4 separate regions of the Mus musculus genome follow, and all the other regions are linked to region 1. A link is a contact called in public Micro-C and promoter capture Hi-C data. All regions are on one chromosome and are shown on one strand. Each heading gives the region's core, a stretch centred on a gene start, on an enhancer-like site or on the middle of the called end of the contact. The rest is flanking DNA. Distances are from core to core; before and after follow the strand shown.

Evidence for each region. Promoter capture Hi-C pulls out the DNA fragments that hold promoters and counts their contacts. Hi-C and Micro-C count contacts between places; a contact is called where the count stands out from the background.
Region 2: a promoter capture Hi-C map of stem cell-derived epiblast-like cells shows a contact between it and region 1, with 4 times the contacts expected there. The contact joins the promoter of Zfp783 here to the promoter of Zfp467 in region 1. A contact is called at or near these places in 8 of 39 promoter capture datasets (cranial neural crest, embryonic stem cells, hippocampal neurons and 3 more), 1 of 484 Hi-C or Micro-C datasets (CD4 T cells) and 1 of 115 datasets of contacts at active chromatin or transcription factors (memory CD8 T cells).
Region 3: a Micro-C map of embryonic stem cells shows a contact between it and region 1, with 4 times the contacts expected there. The contact joins the promoter of Zfp777 here to the promoter of Zfp467 in region 1. A contact is called at or near these places in 2 of 39 promoter capture datasets (cranial neural crest and embryonic stem cells), 3 of 484 Hi-C or Micro-C datasets (embryonic stem cells and erythroblasts), 2 of 115 datasets of contacts at active chromatin or transcription factors (embryonic stem cells and microglia) and 1 of 9 other capture datasets (adipose tissue).
Region 4: a promoter capture Hi-C map of embryonic stem cells shows a contact between it and region 1. The contact joins the enhancer-like site here to the promoter of Zfp467 in region 1. A contact is called at or near these places in 5 of 39 promoter capture datasets (the C10 cell line, cranial neural crest and embryonic stem cells), 1 of 484 Hi-C or Micro-C datasets (embryonic stem cells), 2 of 115 datasets of contacts at active chromatin or transcription factors (bone marrow-derived macrophages and forebrain) and 2 of 9 other capture datasets (adipose tissue and liver).

What each region holds. Positions count from the first base shown.
Region 1 is chr6:48,444,339-48,447,528 of GRCm38.p6, reverse strand. It overlaps Zfp467 (zinc finger protein 467), which reads left to right and starts at 1,704. Exons shown (of 5, transcript NM_020589.2): 1 at 1,704-2,176. It also overlaps a transcript of Sspo not described here.
Region 2 is chr6:47,941,409-47,944,598 of GRCm38.p6, reverse strand. It overlaps Zfp783 (zinc finger protein 783), which reads right to left and starts at 1,424. Exons shown (of 6, transcript NR_027963.1): 1 at 1,222-1,424.
Region 3 is chr6:48,046,391-48,049,580 of GRCm38.p6, reverse strand. Zfp777 (zinc finger protein 777) reads left to right here and starts at 1,467. Exons shown (of 6, transcript NM_001081382.1): 1 at 1,467-1,595. The coding sequence starts at 1,479.
Region 4 is chr6:48,063,102-48,066,291 of GRCm38.p6, reverse strand. Zfp746 (zinc finger protein 746) reads left to right here. Exons shown (of 7, transcript NM_001163475.1): 7 at 1,340-3,190. The coding sequence ends at 2,460. Among named protein-coding and RNA genes, the nearest start is that of Zfp777, 17 kb to the right of the region's middle. Within about 2 kb of position 1,636, at least 33 of the 459 cell types and tissues checked have an H3K27ac peak or open chromatin away from gene starts, as enhancers often do. A contact at or near this core is called in embryonic stem cells, where this site is marked.

The DNA.
Region 1 (3,190 bases), core at 455-2,954:
TTATGTGGAGACAATATGGAACCGTAAACCCTTCGCTCAGTGAAGTCAGTCTTTTGAGGGTATCTGTATGAGGTGGTTGGGGCCATTTGGTCACCTGTGGTTTTTCTGAGGGCCCCAAAGCATTCAAACACTGAAAGGATCCAGGAAGATGGGAAGGAGAGAAGGGTGGAATAAGAGCGGGGGCGGGGGGAGCTTGTTCCCCCTGCCCCTGGATGGAGCAGTGTTAAGCCGGATAGAATAATCCCAGCATCCGTCTGGTTTAGAGGAGGCAGCTGCAGGCTCCACAGGCAAATCCTGGTTACATCCTGGTCACCAGTAGGCCTCCAAGGCCACTGGGCTGGAATGCGGCTGGACCGGAAACTCTGAATCCTTCTATTTCATAATGAAATGAGGTCCCACTGGGCATCCTGCATGGTCACCCCACCTGGTGCACCCCACCTGGCCTGGGGGTTCCTTCCTCTGGGCCTACTATTGGGCCTGGGACCAAAATAGGGCCAGTATGAGTTTCCCCAGTTGCTTCCAGATATCTAGGGTTGGTGCCTGGGAGTTGAGCAGTCCTGGGGAAGGGTCAGCATCTATTCTGGGCACAGTGTCCTTCTAACTTCTCTAACATTCTCACCTGGCCACTGTTCCTGCATATCCTACATACGTGGACTGCAGTTCTCAAAGCCCATTCTTGCACACAGAGAGGGACACAAACTCTGCTCCTAGCCATCTTTACTCAGTGAAGCAGCCAGTTATTAAAAGAGCCTTTTGCATCTTGAGTCACAGGACCTCCTGATCCTTCAGGTCGGTCTCCATTGCTCCAGATTTCACTCTAACTATCTGTAAATGTTGAGGACATCCCTGCTCCATCTTATAAGGCTAGCCTTGGGTCACTGCCCTGATTCCACAGGTGTCACTATCCTTGTGTCAGGGTGCCATTGTCAGGGACCGTGTCCTATCCAAGAGGGCCATTTAATGGCCTCCTCTTCCCAGACTCTCTCCCAGCAGCTCTGTTCTGCAACTTGGCTGACAAGGGAAGCTTGGACTGGGGAGAAATGTAACTTGGATCTGCCCTTTTCCCTACAGGGGCAGGCAGGCGGAAATGGGAGCCCATGGGAGTTTGAAGAAAAATCACAGGGCATGGAATATCCAGCCTAGATTTTAATTCCAGGGCTGGGTGAGGGTGTCTGAAGAGCAGAGGGGGATGGCTTAGGAGTACCTGCACCCATGAGCAGAAATGGTGGAAGTCTGGGGAGAGATCCACACCTAACGCCAGGAGGTTTTCTTACCCACGGACAACACTCCCCCGCCCCCGCCCAGCCCCGCCCCACCTCACCCCCTGCAGTTTCCATGCCTGTCCAGCGGTCTCAGTCGGGGACTTGGTTCCTTTTTCCCCATTTTCTACTTTGAGAGCCCTCTCTCTGCCCTCTTAGATTGGTTCTTAATCCTCAGTCTCCGCGGTGAGACTTGGATCGCGTCCTCCGGTCTGGGTGGATCCTGGTGGAGAGTTTTTTGACCGATTCTCCCAATCTCTGCTGGCCAGACAGTCTCCCGCGGGACCGCGGCGCTACCACTTACTCGGCTGCCACTGGCGATTTTAAAGACAGCCATACACACATTGCTCTCCTCCCCAAACACGCCCCCTCCTCTCCCTACTCCCCCCAACTCTTCACTACTACCACCACCACCCCGTTCCGCGCTCCACCTTTCTCCAGCTCCTCCCTCCTAGGCTGTGAGCACCCTCCCTTCTAGCCCGAGTGCCCTTCCTTCTAGCCTCTTCTTCTCCTTCCTCTCCCCTCTGCCCTTCCTCGGTCCTAAGCTCCCACTTTCCATCTCCACACTCCGGGCATCTTGCCCTCAGACCGTCACCTGCACCCAAGCCCATTAGTGCACCCTCCCGCGGCAGGTCTCTCGAAGACCCTCCGCTTTAGCCTGTGCCCCGGAGCAGTGTTCCCGCTTCCCGGGTTCCTCCCCCCGATCACCCGCAACGCTGCCCCACACCCTCTCCCTCCGCGTCTTTCCTTCCCCTCCCCGCGAAGTTTCAGGGCTGTCAGTCCCGGAGTCTTTCGGGCAGCCCGCACCCAAGCTGCAGGCAGCCGGCGCCATTGTGCAAACGGCCGCCCGGGACCGGAGGCCCGAGCGCCTGGGTCCCCGAAGCGGGCCGCGGCACGTAGCCGCAGGAGCCCGCCAGGTAAGGACACCCGAGACTCCCGGGCAGGCGTCTCCCCCGCCACCCAAACGGAGCTTTACAAGCCCTGCCGACCCACGGCAGGTGACAACCCCGAGGGAAGGGGCGCGCAGACGCGAGTGTGGGGGAGGGGGGGGGTCAGACCAGGAGGGAAGGGAGTCAGGAGGGAGGGTCCTGGCGCAGATGGGGAGACTAGGAAACTGGAGGGGAGGGCAAGGACTCGGGGAGGCCCGGTGGGAGCAGGTGGGAAGAGGGCGGGAGGGGCCTGCGGGGAGGATCCCCAGGAGCGGGAGTAGGGTTCCTCGGGATAGAGGAAGGGTCCAGTGCGAAAGGGCAGGAAACGGGCTCAGGGATGGGGCTGGTCGGGAGCGAAGGACGCTGACAGGTGAGCCTAGAGCAGGGCAGGGGGCCGGGACCCGGAGTGACTCCGGAGCTCTAACAGGGGCGGGGATTGGGGGGAGTCTAGTCAGAAGGAAAACTCCGGAGAGGGCGTGAAGTCAGTGGGGAGCAGAAATGGGCAAGGGGGCTGCTGAGAGGGAGGTGTGTTGGGAAGAAAGGGGTATGGGGAGGGGCAGAACGAGGGAGTAGGTCCAGAGAATGTGGGGTTAGCTTGGATTCCCCCCCCCAAGATGGGGGGCGTGAGACCTGGAAGCTAGGGAGCGGACTAGGAGGGGGAGGGGAAGAACAAGGCTGGGGACCGGGAGGGGAGAGAAGCGGAGCCGGAGCTTGCAGGGTAGGCAGAGGGGGAAGGGAGGCGGGGGCCGCTGAGGGGGGAAGGAGAGCAGCGGGAGGGAGGGAAGCAGAGGGGAGGCTGGTGTGGGGGAGGGGGAGGGAACTGAGGAGAGGAAAGAAGGAAAAGAAACCCGAGTGGGGGAGGAGAGGGGAGGGGCAAGCGGATGGGGGAGAGCAGCTGAGAAGGGGAGGGCGGGAGTGGGGGGGGGGAGGAAGGAAAAGAGGAGGGGGAAGGAAGGGAGGGAGTGTGCAGCCTGGGGAGGGGGTGGCGTGCGGAGAACTAGG
Region 2 (3,190 bases), core at 175-2,674, 500 kb after region 1:
CAGGCAGATCTCTGTTGAGTTTAAGGCCAGCCTGGTCTACATACAGAGTGAGTTCCAGGACAGCCAGGACTACACAGAAACTCTGTCCCCAACCCTACCCCAATGTCCCCCTAAAAAAATTTGGAAAGAAAAAACTCTGTCTATTCTGAACATGTACACATTTTTCTTGTCGTCATTTCCTCCTCGATGCAACTATTAGCCTTCCACTGTATTGGAAATCTAGACATCGATGTAATGTATTTTAAAGCATATGAATAGGTTATATGCAAACACTACACAATTTTATGTAAGGGACTTGAGCATCCGTGGTATCAGCTGTAGTTATTATCATAGTGTTGAAATCTATCCTGTTGGTAAGCTTTCTGGGATGTTAGGTACTGCAAGACAACTAAGGGGCAGGAGTAGGTGGGAAGGAACTGAAGGGTTTCTAGTCCTACTCCCACAACCTCCACAATTCCCAGTTGACTTTCTATTCCTTGTAGTCAGGGAACCTAGAAGGACACACAGCAAAATAGAGAAAGAGAGGTTCTTTTCTAAAAGCTTCCAAGAGACTAAGGTTTCAGAGAGTTGTCTGAGATGTATTGGTAATAATAGATACCACTTACTGAGAGATTTTTTTTACTGGTGAAAATCTTCTAGCATGTCCTCTAAATTGGCACACTGAACATTACCAAGCTAACCCCTCCCCCAGCTTCTTTTTGGAACTCACTCTGTAAACAGGCTGGTCTAGATCCGAGGGCCATTATATCTTGGCAAACCAACCCAGTCACAAAATTTAGAAACCTGTTGCAAATTGGGTTAAGTATTGTTTCCTACGAGAAAGTAGAGTCGCTAGGTATTTTAGTGGTAGGCTCATCCTAAGGTGTTGACCTGAGGCCCCCTTCGCAGCCTCAACCTTGCAGATGTGGCAGGAAGGCGACCCTGGCTCCTGTCTGACTGCTCGGGCGCAGGTCTCAGAAGAACACAGGGACTTTGTGATCTGCAGGGTCCTTCCAGGCCTTCCGGAGAAAAGGTAGCGCCCGGCCTGGCCGGGCTACGGAGGCCATGTCGCGCGCACCGATCTTAGGGCCCAGCCCACCAGGCCGCCTGCGGCCATGTGTAGGCTGATGGCTTCCGTGGCCTGCGTGGCCTCCAGGCCAGGGCCGGGGCCAGGGCAGGGGGTGCTCCGAGCCGGGTAGGCCGAGACCCTCGCACACAGCGGCCATGGACCGGGGCGCTTACCGGGGCAGGCGCCGCTTCAGCCATGACTACCACGTCGTCGCTGGGCTGCGGGCCTCCATCGACGCATCTGGCCAAGCGCCGGCTGATTTTCAGTCAACAGGTCGGCCCAGGCGCGGGCTGCGCGTCGGTGAGGGGCCGGAGCTGCTGTCCAGCGCCCGCACTCTCCACACGGTCCCAAGCCACGTGCCCTGCTGGCCCTAATCTACCGGAGCCGCGGCCCGGCGCGCACGGCGCCCCCTGCAGCCAGAAGGCCCGCACTCGGTGGCCGCTGGCCTGCGGCGTCAACCCTACCCCCAGGGCCCCGGGCGAGCAGGCAGCTGGCTCAGGCAAGCCTTCGGGCGGGTAAATTCGAGAAAGACGCCCGTGAGGAAAACGCTAAGGAAATCCCTGAACTCCGTGCTGGGGCGGGACACCCTCATCCCAAGGGTGTTCAGATTCCCTTTTCTAGGGTAAATTCCATTTTGGGTTTTTCAGAACAAGTAGGAAGCGCTAAGGGGAATGGTGCGTTTAAAACAAAAATACAAGCCAGGCGTGGTGGCGCACGCCTTTAATCCCAGCACTCGGGAGGCAGGCGGATTTCTGAGTTCGAGGCCAGCCTGGTCTACAAGAAACCGTGTCTCAAAAAACAAAACAAACAAACAAAAAAACAAGTCCAGGACTGGGGTGTACCTTAGTGGTAGAGCGCTTGGTAGAACCCGAGGGATGTACTTTCGGAGTATTCTCTCCATGTGCACTCACCTTTGAGGCTCAGAGCCTCTGCTTACCCCCTACAGAGCTCCTCCTTCTTCCCGCCACACCCAGTCTGGACTTAGTTGTACATCTTCTTACTTAGCCTTGGCTGGGATTGAGCGCCCTGCTCTCCCTGCCAGGAGGCTTCAAAACAGACAATGGACACAGGACCACAACTCCACAGCTACTGGGTTCATTTCTAAGGGTTTCTAACCAATTCATGTCCTGAATTATCCTGAATACATTATTCCATTTAAGACCAGTTTCCTTCTGAAACTAGAAAGCTTTACTCGGAAAAGCCATAATTAACCTTTATTTATTTATTTATAAAAATAAAACCGGTCTCTTCATTTCCTGCATTTCACAGCCATTCTATGGTCGTTATTCAACAAGCCAATAAACTTCCAGATGGCAACTGTGCTTTGAATCTTTGGGTTTGTTTTGGTGTGTGTGTGTGTGTGTGTGTGTGTGTGTGTGTGTGTGTGTGTGTTGGGGATTATCTCTAAACAAAGTGTGGGCCAGCTGACATAGTAAGGACACAAACTACCTACCTCTAAGGTGCATCACTGAATCCTTGGCATTTAGGGCAAGACCAGGCAGTGCTACTTTGAGTTAAATCAAAATAAAAAGCTAACTGAGTTCGAGACCAGCCTGGTCTACAGAGTGAGCTCCAGGACAGCCAGGGATACACAGAGAAACCCTGTCTCAAAATAAATAAATAAATAAATAAATAAATAAAATAGTTAAATCACATTTAACTCTTTATATCAAGGTCCAAATCAACATTTAGCATTATTCGTTTTGATTTATTATTAAACAGGTTCTTGTTATATAGCACAGACTGGCCTCATGATCCCTCTGCCTCAGTCTCCCTAATGCTAAGATTGCAGGCTTGTGTCACCATAACTAGCTCCTTATTTTGAAAATTCTTAAGTAATACCACCTAAAAGACAAAACTGCAAGTATGTGCTCATAAAATAGGAACCTCAGTGGATCTCATTAAAGGTCAGTTTAAGACATTTAAGGTGGGCAAGAGATGGCTTAGCGGTTGAGAGCACTGACTGCTCCTCCAGATGGTGGCTCATAGCCATCTCTAATGGGATCCAATGCCCTCTTCTGTTGTGTCTGAAGACAGTGGCATTGCATTCATATACGTAAAACAATTAAAAAAAAAAGACATTTAAGGTTATGAAACACTAATAAATTGCGACCTTCAAAATAATAGTCCAGACATGGTGGC
Region 3 (3,190 bases), core at 218-2,717, 400 kb after region 1:
GCCAGTAGTGTGCACTGCCTGTGTATGCACACATGATACGCAATTCATAGACATATTGGGGGGGAGCACGTGACACTTCACGAATAAATGAGATGTCCTTGGCCTGGTGGTCTCCGTTTTTTTACTGAGAGCTTCATATTGCCCGGTTGCCTTCTAAGACAAGCTCCAACCCAGACACCCCCGGGGTTCTATGAAGTGAAAAAATTATTCTGGCTTTTCCTCTAGGTTCCAGTTGGGGTTCATTCATCCCTAACTGTAACCAGGACACCTGCTCAGACTTATTTTTCTTTTTTCATTCCATTCCCAAATCTTGGCAGCTCCTGCAAATTCAGTAAACGTGCGATTCACTGAACCTGTCCAGGAAAGAGGGTTCTCTCTCATGGTTGGAAAGAGTACAAGGGGGCGAAAACTGCAACTTGGGATCAGCAAGCCACTCCCGGCTCGGCCTCAGTTTCCTCCTAAGTAGCCCGTCTAGCCCCTTCCAACCCGTGCCCTCAAAGATTCCAGGAATTCTGTCCTTTCTGGCCGAAAACAACACTGAGGCTTTTCACAAAGCACTCCCACCCCCACCCCTCGCTCCCCTTGGATCCACAGCCCGCGTCCCTGGAACCCGGGCTGCACTGCGCTGGTCACATGAACTCCGGCTTTCTGTGGTGTGACGGCTCTCTCCGATCCCTTTGTGAGCGCAGGTTTTGAAAGCCAACGACCGGGTTCTGGGTTTGAGACGCGCAGGCGGCCGCGGGCGGAAGGCTGTCGGAGCCCATCGGCCCGCCTCCAGACCCAGCGCGCCGCGCGCCCGGGATTCCGCTCCGCCGCCTCCGCCGCCGCCGCTGCCCGCCGCTGCCCGCCGCGGCCTGGCCCGAGGGCGCCGGGCCGCCAAGACGCCAGGTGAGCCGCGAGGGACCGGGAGCCGCGACGGGCTCAGGGCGTGTCCGGCGCCGAGGCGGCCCGCGCCTCACTGTTCGCTCCTACCGGCTGTAGATGGAGCTGTCTGGGTTCCGGCCGCCTCCGACGAGCCTCCGAGCGCTCCTCTTGAAACGCCTGAGAGGGACATGCCTCCCAGGATGCAGTTTGTAGCAACATGGCAGCTGCGGTGCAGCTCCCCTGCTGAAGAGGCGCCGGGACGGCCGCGCAGCTCGCAGCCGGGACCCGGGCCGCAGCCGGGGTCGCAGCGTCGGCCGCTCGGGGCGGGCGAGCGCGCCGGGGGCGGCCGCAGAGCGCTGGGGCCCAGCTCGCCGCCCGGGCGCAGCCCGCACAGCCGCGCTCCGACGCCGCCACCGCCGCCACCGCCGCCCGCGCCCGCCCGCCGAGCACAGCCCCGAGCAGGCCGGGGCCCGACGGCCGCGCAGCCCCGGCGGGTGAGGCCAGGCCGCGCCGCACTGCCAGCCCGCCCACGGCGCCGGGCCTGCGTGGGGCTGCGCGCGGCGGCGGCGGCGGCGGCGGGGACTCGCACGGCGCGGGCCGGGCGGCGCGGGGCCATGGCCGAGGCGGCCCCGGCTCGGGGGAGGGCAGCCCGCGCGCGCACGGACGCGCGGCCTCGGGGCCCCGGGGACAGCCTGCGTGCTCCGGGCTCGGTGGCCCGGCCTGGGGTCTCGGTAAGGGCCGGGCGCGGCGACGTTAGCGGGGAGGGGGCGCCCTGGCGGGCTCGCGCGCCCCCTGGGGGGGAGGACGGCCGGGGCGGGCGGGAGCGGCGGCCGTCCGTGCGAGGCTGCGCGGCCGCACGGCTCCCGGACACGCGGCCCGAGGTGGGGCGCGGGCGGCGCGCTCGCTCCCTGGCTGCGGAGCCGGCGCTGCGTCCGTCGGGGTGGCCAGCGGCACGTTTTCCGCAGAGCTCGGCCCCGCGGAACGGCTCCCGGCCTGGGCGCGGTGCTGACGCGGCTCTCCCATTTCGCAGAGCGGAGACACTGAGGCACGGACACCCGGCGGCGACCTGCCCTGCCTGCCCCAAGGTCACGTAGCGAGTCGGCCCGGGCTAGGTGCCCGCAGTCCCGTAGAGGCCTGCCCAGCGTGCCGCGGGCCTGGACGGGGAGGGGTGGCGCTGGCGGCGGCTTCGCCAGGGTGGGCGGCCTGGGCTAGCCGAGCACTGGCTGCGGCCCGTCGGGGGAGGAGGGGAAGGCCGGGCAGCGCCCAGCCCAGCGACTCCGGTGTGGGGAGCAGTGTGATCCATAGCCTCTGCGTCAGGAGCACCCCGAGTCAAACTTGGGGTACGGATAAATGGGGTCTGGCGAATGAGAGCCTAAGAGGTTGATGTTCTTCCGAGGGCCATTCAATAATTAAACGCCCTCCCACCCAACGTGCTCTCTGAGGCACCCTGGCTGTGCTAGGCGGGTTTGCTGCATGGGAGTCCGTGCCTTTGAACCTGTTTCCATGTATACTGGAAGAGATAGGATAGATGGCTTCCTAAAAACCTCGCAGTTCTTAAAATAACAATAACAAAACACCTGGGAAATAAAATGAAGATTTTTTTTTAAACATTCTTACCTCTGGGCTTAGGTCTTCATGGCATGTAATTCTGAGTGAACCATCCTGGGTCATGTAAGAAAATGGCACAGCTTTTGTAAAAAGTCAGATGTGTGTCGTTATGCATGTTTCTAGTATGTTGGCATGGATCCTGGAGCCCCTAATCATTTACCACACAAGGGTGGGGAGGAAAGAGAGACAGGTAGAAGCTGTGAAATGTGGCGCAGAGGAATTCTAACGTTCCTCTCCTGCTAGCAGGTAGCAGCTTGAGAATTTGAGCTTATTCGATTTAGCTGTCTTTGCTTGAGGGTAAGGTCAAGCCACAGGTTTGCTGGAGCTGATGACATTGTATCAGGACTTGGGGGGGGGGGGGGCTATACCTTATGACCCTTCACCCCTTTCCAGTATTCCAAATCCCTAAATGGAGAAGGAAAAAAAAACCATTTTCCTTTGAGCTCTGTCTGATTCAGGTGGTTAGTAAAGATGTCTTGTCCTGCTGGCTTTTTTTTTTTTTCTTGTCCCAGGTAAAACTCTGTTTGGCACCTAACCTGCCCTCCAGGTATTCTTTTCCCTCTTCCCACTAATTATAAGCAGATCCCCTAGTCCTCCCTCAGGCAGACTGCCTTAATATGCCCATTGTGTTGGCTCTTGGTTCCTTTAGCTGTGTGGTTGAGGCTTCCACCTAAGGGGGCTGTCTAGTATGCTACCAACTTAATAGTGAAGGGTTGAG
Region 4 (3,190 bases), core at 387-2,886, 380 kb after region 1:
CTGACTTAAACAGCCTTTCTTGAAAATACCCGTTTCTTACAGACAGTTCCTTGTTAAAATAAAATAAAATAAAAAATCCATATTTTTCCTCCAGGCCCTTGCGCCCGGGATGACAACTGTGAGACTAATTATTTATTAATAAATGTCTAGGCCACAAGATTTGGCTCATTCCCTGACTAGTTCGTAACTGATTTAACCCATTCAAACTGTTCTATGCCTTCCACATGGTTAGTTAACTCACCTCAGCTTCATGCATCCAAATCCAGGTCCAATCTCCCTTTATAATAACCTGAGTTCAGCTATATGGCTGGTTTACCTCCACGTCCTCTGAGTTCCGGTCGAATATCCCGCTTCCCTCTCTATTTCCCAGAATCCTCTCTCTTCCTGCCAGTGTCCCACCTCCTATTTCCTGCCTCACCTTATTGGCCATAGGCTTTTTTATTGACAGGTATTGGCTTAAAAGAGATTCTCCCTATAGTTCTTTCCTCAGTTAGCCAGTCTATTCAGATAAGCAGAAGTCTTAGAAGATAGGCCTTCCCCATCCCCCAGGCAACCTGTGGCTTCCAGGCACAGTTGCATACAAACAGAGCTAAAGCCACTTCTAGATACCAGTACTGCCAAAGACAGCAGAAGCCAGAGTTGGGAAGAACAACGTTCACATTCTTGTATTCGTGTTCTTTTGTTTGAAGGCCAGTATTCTGTTACCTTAATAAAAAATTTCTGTCATCTTCTTGCCACCCCCCACCTCAAAATATGCTAAAACACTGAGAGTCCTGTTATGGGGCCTTGAGGTTGAAATTCAATACATTTCTATAAAGTCAAACAGTTCTACTTGTTCGTTAACATTTTGGTCATCAGAATAACTGCAGTACTGTGTACCAGATGGTATGCCCAGGGACCTTTCCATGTGTCGTCCTGGCTAATCTTGCAGCCCCATGAAGTTGGGCATTCACAGTGAAGCTGTGGCTAAGAATGTGCCTGAAAGCTGTACAGAGTCCCAGACACCTCAGAGTGCAGGCCCTATTTTTAGTACACGACGACCATTCTCAAAATCTTTTTTAGAATAAATTTGTAATTTACTTTAATGGCCAAAGAAAGAAAAAACAGAATCTGGGGGCCAAATTTGAGGGCTACTTTTACTGTGAAGTCACCAGGCCAGATGAAGCTTTTGGCTAGCCTCACCCAGAGTGGGGTGCGCATTTTAGAACGGTAGTGAGGTCCCAATGTGGTGCTCCATAGGGCTGAGTAATTGCCGAGTTTCCAGATGAAGGTGTCTGACCCATTTTGTCCTTTAAAAGTGTCCAGAATGATCTCTGCCCTACTCTCTGTCTTTTCTCAGCAGATGTAAAAATTGTTATCAAAACAGAAGTCCAGGAAGAGGAGGTGGTGGCCACACCTGTTCATCCCACGGACCTGGAGGCTCATGGGACTTTGTTTGCACCAGGCCAAGCCACAAGATTCTTCCCTAGCCCTGTCCAGGAAGGAGCCTGGGAAAGTCAAGGCAGTTCCTTCCCCAGCCAGGACCCAGTGCTAGGCCTGCGGGAGCCCACTCGGCCAGAGAGGGACATTGGTGAGCTCAGTCCTGCCATAGCACAGGAGGAGGCTCCTGCCGGGGATTGGCTCTTTGGCGGAGTCAGGTGGGGCTGGAATTTCCGGTGTAAACCTCCAGTGGGCCTGAACCCGAGGACGGTGCCCGAGGGGCTCCCTTTCTCATCTCCAGACAACGGAGAGGCCATCTTGGACCCCAGCCAGGCCCCAAGACCCTTCAATGATCCCTGCAAATACCCTGGCCGGACAAAAGGCTTCGGCCACAAACCGGGGCTGAAGAAGCACCCGGCGGCACCACCCGGAGGCCGGCCCTTCACCTGTGCCACCTGCGGAAAGAGCTTCCAGCTGCAGGTGAGCCTGAGTGCCCACCAGCGCAGCTGCGGACTGTCCGATGGGGCGGCCACGGGGGCAGCTTCCACCACTACTGGAGGCGGAGGTGGTGGCAGCGGCGGAGGAGGAGGCAGCAGCGGAGGTGGGAGCAGTGCACGGGACAGCAGCGCTCTGAGGTGTGGGGAGTGTGGTCGCTGCTTCACACGCCCTGCACACCTCATCCGCCACCGCATGCTACACACTGGTGAGAGGCCCTTCCCCTGCACCGAGTGCGAGAAGCGCTTCACAGAGCGTTCCAAGCTCATCGACCACTACCGAACGCACACGGGCGTGCGGCCATTCACCTGCACAGTGTGTGGGAAGAGCTTCATCCGCAAGGACCACCTCCGCAAGCACCAGCGCAACCACCCTGCAGTGGCCAAGGCGCCCGCACACGGTCAGCCACTCCCACCACTGCCGGCTCCTCCCGACCCTTTCAAGAGCCCCGCAGCCAAAGGACCCATGGCCTCCACAGACCTTGTGACTGACTGGACTTGTGGCCTAAGTGTTCTGGGACCCAGTGATGGTGGTGGAGACCTGTAAGGACCCCAATCCTCCTGTGGCCCTTGCAGGCCACGAATGTACAGTCCTGAGTGCAGATAGCAGGATGGCCTGAAAGCTCAGAAGCAAAAAGGGAGACTTGGCAGAGAACCAAATTTCCATGTTGCTGAACTGATCACTGGAAAAGACTATCGATGCAGCCTCCACCTTAAAGTAGAATTCCAACTGTGAAACTCAACACCGTATAGGATCTTAAGTAATTTAATTACCCATTTTTTGTTTTTTCTCTTTAATTCTTGAGGAAAAAGCTGGAAAACAGTAGCAACAACCAGTTAGATTTTGAGGTGTGGCTTTCAGAGGTGTATGTTCACCGTGTCTTACCAGTGTTAGAAAGATGGTCAGTGGGAGAAGGGCACTCCCAGCCATGGACCACACAGCCCTATGGGAGGTTGAGTTCCAGGTCTGTCCAGGCATGTTGGGGCTTACACTCAGCAGTAAGAACCCTACTAGAAGCAGCCCTTACCTTCTGAAAAGACCCTTTAAGCCAAGGCCTGACTTTTTCCTGTTTTGAGCCATCTGTGGTACCTGTCCAAGGTGGTAACTCCACTATAGTAGTGACTCCTTGGCCTGGCTAAGAAGAATCATATGGAGCTGTAGTAGTGTTAGATCTGAAGTCACAGGAAGCCAGGGCCTCCCATCTTGGGCTATCTCCATTACCCACAGATGCTTCTGTTGGCTGCCCGTTGTGTAGTATGTTCATTTTCAAAATGGC